Regions from separate parts of the Danio rerio genome. Here region 1 is linked to region 2. A link is a contact called in public HiCAR-type data. All regions are on one chromosome and are shown on one strand. The core of a region is the stretch at or near the end of the contact, and the rest is flanking DNA. Distances in the headings are between cores, read along the strand shown. Region 1 holds the start of jag2b (jagged canonical Notch ligand 2b). Region 2 holds the start of nudt14 (nudix (nucleoside diphosphate linked moiety X)-type motif 14).

Evidence for each region. HiCAR-type assays count read pairs that join an accessible place to other places.
Region 1: a HiCAR-type map of caudal fin shows a contact between it and region 2, with 5 times the contacts expected there. The contact joins the promoter of jag2b here to the promoter of nudt14 in region 2. A contact is called at or near these places in 1 of 18 Hi-C or Micro-C datasets (embryo) and 3 of 4 datasets of contacts at active chromatin or transcription factors (caudal fin, embryo and gastrula embryo).

What each region holds. Positions count from the first base shown.
Region 1 is chr20:23,934,905-23,937,999 of GRCz12tu, reverse strand. It overlaps jag2b (jagged canonical Notch ligand 2b), which reads right to left and starts at 1,665. Exons shown (of 26, transcript NM_131862.1): 1 at 1,450-1,665; 2 at 672-992. The coding sequence starts at 1,518.
Region 2 is chr20:23,812,066-23,815,113 of GRCz12tu, reverse strand. nudt14 (nudix (nucleoside diphosphate linked moiety X)-type motif 14) reads right to left here and starts at 1,274. Exons shown (of 5, transcript NM_001044888.1): 1 at 1,194-1,274. The coding sequence starts at 1,274.

The DNA.
Region 1 (3,095 bases), core at 416-2,915, 120 kb before region 2:
AACAAAATCATAAAGACCAAGCAGCGCCATGAGTACGGATAGCGCGTCACATTTGAATAGCTAGTACACTACTTGAGAAAGATTGGCACCTTGATAATGAGAAGTCAACAGAAACAAAATTAAAATCAGTCTACCTAAACCGCCTTGTATATTCTCTTATGCTACCAAAACAAGATGTACAACTAAGCAGATTTGTAACACAGCCAATTAAAACAAACTATTCTGTTAGAAAGTATCTTTTAAAGCTTCCGCTTGACAGGATGACAGACTTAAGTCACCATTCACTTTCAATCAATATTTCTTCGAGTAAATAACAATATTATCTAATTACTTCGTGTTTCTAAAATAAATAACCAACACAGGTGGGAAACAAGGTGACCAAGTAGCAGAATTTCCATTCAACAGTGAGCTATCTCTTTAAGAGGTGCGTGTCACCTTAAATGCACCTTCAAGCAGCCCGTTTCAAACACGCAGAGCAAAGTGAGTGCCCTACAGATGAAGCAGTCACAGAAATAACAGAAAATCGTTAAAAGACAGCAGCCTACACGCCCCACGATTAAAATAGAGACCCTGTCATCACCCTAACAATATAGTGCACTCAACTTCCGAGCAGTGACAGCTCACCGCGGCGCGTTTTTTTATTACAGCCCATGGAGAAGACGAGGACTCACCGGCCAGGCGAAGTGAAAAGGGATGATGATCTTTCCCACGTCGCTCGTTTTGCTGGGGCTGTTTTTTGCGGTCTTAAAAGAAATTATATTTCCACCAAGAACGTCGGTAGATCCAGAGCCGAAGGTGCACTGTCCAGTGGTGGTGACTTCAGACTGGTACTCCTTCAGACACACTTTAAAGTAAGTATCGCACTCGTCCCGCACGCAGCGCTGGTCTTGAGAGTTCCGCGTGCTGTCGCAACATTCCCCGTCCCACAACTCACCGTTTACATTTTCTACAGCAATCAGCTGCAGCTCAAAATAGCCAGAGGACTGGGACACCTAAAAATACATTGAAAAACAGAAAGACAAATAAATAAACAAACAAACAGAGCAATCATAATGCTGATTGTGCATTACAGAAATGCAGATAAATCTGTGCTAATGTTAATTTGAGGGAATGTGTCGCGTGCGCTTGTGCATTCAAGTCTCCAGAGAATCAGTCTACAATTTTGCAAACCTGTTATGCGGATGAGATGAGAAAATCGGCTTTATTTCATACAATATCCTATAAAACTGATCCACCCGTGCTTTTAATGAGGAATCGTGTTTCAAGTTAACATTTCTTACATCTGACATTTCCAAATGCACGCGCACATGTGGCTGCGTAATTCAAATATCGATCACTTTAAGCAGAAACGGTTGAAATCGTCTGCCCACACCCATCAACTTTTGCCTCCTGATCAGTGCTACGGCAATTAAATCGATCTGCAACACTAATAACAATCAGAGCTCTCACCTTCGTCCACATCGTTAACAGCAGGCACGCGATTGGGAGCCAATTCCTAATCCTGATACAATTCCACATGCCGCCGATTTGATGTGTTATAAACGCAAGATGGAAAACGGCCGATGACCGGCGACAGGATCCTCCGTTCCTGACATGCAAAAATTCACGAGCGTGGTGTGTTTGCGCGGTGATGGTCTGTGCTGATCTCTCCCTCGGTCTGATCACTTCACGGCAAATGATATGTTTCACGGCTACCACACGCCTGAGGAGATCTCGCGTGATTGACAGCTGGAAGGGCCAATCAGTATCCCCCCTGCTGATGCGGTTGGCCAATCGCCACTCGGGGGCGGAGCCTGGCCAAAAAACTTACGAGCTCTATTCCCTCTGTTTCACAACGAGCAATTAAACAGCGTGCTTTCTTTTCTGTCAGGAATTTGGATATTTGTAATGCGTAATTTGCAGAATTAGTATTTTTATCACGTTAATGATTTCTAAACACACAGTGATGACCAGACTACAAATATAACAGAGATGTCGCATTTAAAGTGCCCACATGTTGACTAGAAATGTGTATATATTCTCAAGAATATTTTCTTACATTTTAATAGACACTATGTTAACGTTTGTTCATTTGTTTCATTTGTTTACTGTACCATTGTGGCACATTTATTAAAACAATAGCAACTATGGTAAACAAGAATGAAATTGCTTTATGAATGGAAGTGCTTTAAATTGTCATTTAAAATTGGCATTATATGTGGAAACCACAAAACCAAGAAAATTAGCCTTGAAAACCTCAAAAAAGCTGTATATCCCCGCTGATGTCCTGATGCGTGCTCAGCCTGCTAGTGTGATTTGCCACAGGTGAGAGCGCCCTCTACTGTACATCCTCGCATTGACCTCGAAAGAGACATCCTAACAAGATGAAGACAAACTTTGAAAAACATTTACAAGCAAAATCTCAACATCTAATTAATTTATATAAGTTCCTATTACCTTAGCATCCAATGTAGTAGTTCTCAATCTTGCTGGAAATGTTCAAAATAGTCTAATAAAACATCTGAAAACCAATCAAGTATCTAAAACAAATCTAAATACATCTTGGGCTGGTTTTACATGCATTTTGGGCATTTTCCATTTGGTTGCCAACCAGCTAAACCAGCTGAACATCAGCTTGGCTAGGCTGGTAGACCAGCTAGACCTGCTTGTCCTCGATTGTACCCCAACAACGCACTTTTTTTTCTTTCTGTCTCTCTTTCTTACACTTTATTTATATCAGAATCTTGTTAATAAAAGCCTCAAGTCCTGAACTGAGTGTCAGAAAAGTGTATTCTTTACTGGTATAAATATTAATTTATATCCGATTTGGTTAGAGTAAAACAAACTCTGATGAGATTGCTCTGTTGCTGTGGTTCACTGTGGAATAAACTGGTACACTGCCATGCAAACCATGGAGCAAGCCATAAAGCAGACTGAATGTACTTTAATAAAGAATGTTCCAGTACACTTACAAAGTGTGTCTGAATATGAATTCAACATGAACCAATGACACCTACAGTACATAAAACAAAAGCATGATGTCACAAGCTGCAACTATAAAAGGACAGAATGCTCAAGCGCACCTGTTTTTTTCTCCTTATAGACATGATGTTGCC
Region 2 (3,048 bases), core at 25-2,524:
TACAATGCAGAATAAATGACATTTAGTATTGTTTTTCATATAAACAAGTGTGTTACCTCGGCATGTTTCTAAAATATTGGCCAACTTATGCTTAAGAGGAGTCAAAAACTTACATTCAGCTTGTTTAATGATAGACATGGCTTTTGAGCATTCCAGTGTCCGTGTATAAGCAACAAGCAGCATAGCAACTGTCATTGTAACCAATTTACTATGGTTCCTAAAATATGTTAGAGGCTAGTGCATGAATTTTAAACATTGATCAAAAATGACTCACTAGACCTACCTGTGCATTAAACAATTTGAACAAGACTATGAAATAAATAGACAGCATATACTGTATGGCCAAAAATACACTGTATGGGTAAAAATTTCAGACTTTTTTTAAGCCAGACGTCATTAGATTATGTAGAGATCATGTTCCATGAGCATATTTTGTAAATGAACTGTCATAAATACAGCTAAATACTATATTTGACTGTCACTGTCCCACAAGCCAAAACTTTTAGCTAATATTTAATAGAAAATAAACAAAATTGAAGTGAACTTAAAATTATCATGATAATAATTATATATATATAAAAGTTAAAAAGCCTTGTAATAACCCCCAATAATACTTGTGTTTTTTCAATATTTCAATAAGAGCCATATAAAGGGTTAAGCGGATGAAGTACTAAAATCACATATAGAATTACTATTTTTGGTTATTAGATAGATAGATAGATAGATAGATAGATAGATAGATAGATAGATAGATAGATAGATAGATAGATAGATAGATAGATAATAACTTAGCTTGTCCACTAGCATGTATATATCAGGATAGTATATCATTACTTTGCAGCAGTAGCTGTGCAATATTGTGTGCATCAGGCTTTTAATAAAGCCTTTGTATGGCAGCTGTGCTGGTTTTAATGTAAAGCATGTGCTCGAGGGAAAGTGACTGCCTTCCTGTCTATAGCTAAATAGCATCTTGCTAGTTAAGCTAAGATCACAAAACACGATATCAGCAACATATTCTTTTCAATACATCGTTTGTCATCCTGATGTTATAGTCATGGTGAAACATCAGACGCAATGTTGGTCGATAAAAGCAATGACAGAATGAATGGGGGTTGGGCTGCTGACAGCAAAATGATGAGGTGTGACCGCATCACTGACAGATGATAACGTGCGATGAAACTATAGCGACTCACCTGGTTATAATGCACCCTAAACGGTCTCAAATAGTTCGAGCTGGTGCACGGAACCACCTGAATGTTATTGATCTGCTCCATGGCTTTGACAAAGCTGCCCACGGGTACTTCTCACCACAGATGGCAGAGCCGCAGACTACTGGAGAATGAGGGAAACGTCTACGGAAGCCTGGGAAGGACAGAATAAGAGCGCTGTTCGTCTTTGCGTTGTAGTAATGTTCTACAGAGATGACTCTGTGGGCTGCGGCGCAGAAAACCGCCAGTCAGCGTTAGTTGCGGGTGGATGAGGTCATTCGCTTTCTCATTTGATTTAAGGTTAAATGACGGACTCTGTCGCCTCAGCACGTCCTCTTTCAAGCTTTACAGCGCGCGCGCCTGACGCGCGAATGCAGGTGTGCTTGACTCGTGCTGACTGAACCTCAGATTTAGCGCCAACTTCAGGGAGCGCGCGATTTTGTAAATAAACCGCCAAAAGCCCTACATTTAGTAACTTTCTGTAAATCTTTACAGAGACTTTCAGGGCTAGTGAATTATTAATTTTACCCAGCATCTTCTTCTAGGATAAATGTATCATCTTGTGTTATTGTAGATAAAATGACAACTGATCCGAAAAATAATCGATTTAGCTCTTCTAACATTGATAAAATGTGGCCTTAAAGTGAATATACTGTCTGTCTGTGTGTTCATATAAGCACAATAAAGCGGAATTAGTTCACATCCACACGTGGTTTAATTCACACACATCCTATTCCTAGCATGACAAACTTAATCTTTGCTGTTTCAGTACTATATAGAAAAAATGCACCAAAATGCAAAAATCATACTACTTTTATACTTTGCAGTACATTCCATTCAAAACTCAGCCTTTCTGTCTTGCAACTTACATGTTTCATCCTCATTTTCTGTCTTTCACTCCACGATTGCAAAGTAAATCTTTATGCTTATCTGATTCCCTTAAAGCATTTGTGATCTACGAGGAACCATCTAAACATATGGTTTCAATGTAGTTTAGAGAAAACAGAAGAATATATTTGACACTGATGTTTTAAGAATCCCAAAGGTAAGCTGTAAGCATCAGGATGGGTGCAGGTTTCTTATCTGACCTTATGCTTTTGCTAACGTCTCATACAAACCAGCTGAAGAAGCTTATCCCCTCTTCCTTGAGACATCTTTACTTATTCTTTTCCTTCAATAGTTAAGCCTTAGTAAACAGTGACATATGAGGTAGCAACTCTGAAGGACACTTAAAATGGTTCAGCTGTATGTTTAAACTGTTTACAACAGTGTCTTGAGAGCTGGGGATGTTTGTGAGTTACCTTTTCTTTACAAGCACTGAAAGTGCAAAACTGTCACCTCTATATGTAGGGTAACAATTTTTTTCTGCGAATACAGCTTTCACACTCAGAAATGACATCATCTAGTCTGTTGTTATTGACATAATAAGTCTCTTGATGGCTTGACATGATTTTACAGACAGCAGAAATTGATCAATGTGCTAATTACAAAAAGGAAGACAATCAGGCACATTTACAGTCAAAGTCACCCGCTTTAAGGCATAAAACTCCATTGCATTTTCTCAATTATTTTTCACTTTGCATAGTTTATATACAGTATGTTGTTTTATTTTCAACACCAAAGTTCTTTGTTATTGAGAATACTCAGCAATTCACCAACATCATGCTGACAGATTAGGTCATTAAAATTACACTGTGGATAGTTATATAGTTGAAATGAAGATTATGTTTGACACTTTAAACTATATAGATATGAGACTATAATTTTAATTCATTTAAATGTGTGTTTTCTGGTGAAATTCAATGAAAGTTGTCAAGATCTCTTAATAGGTTTGTATTCA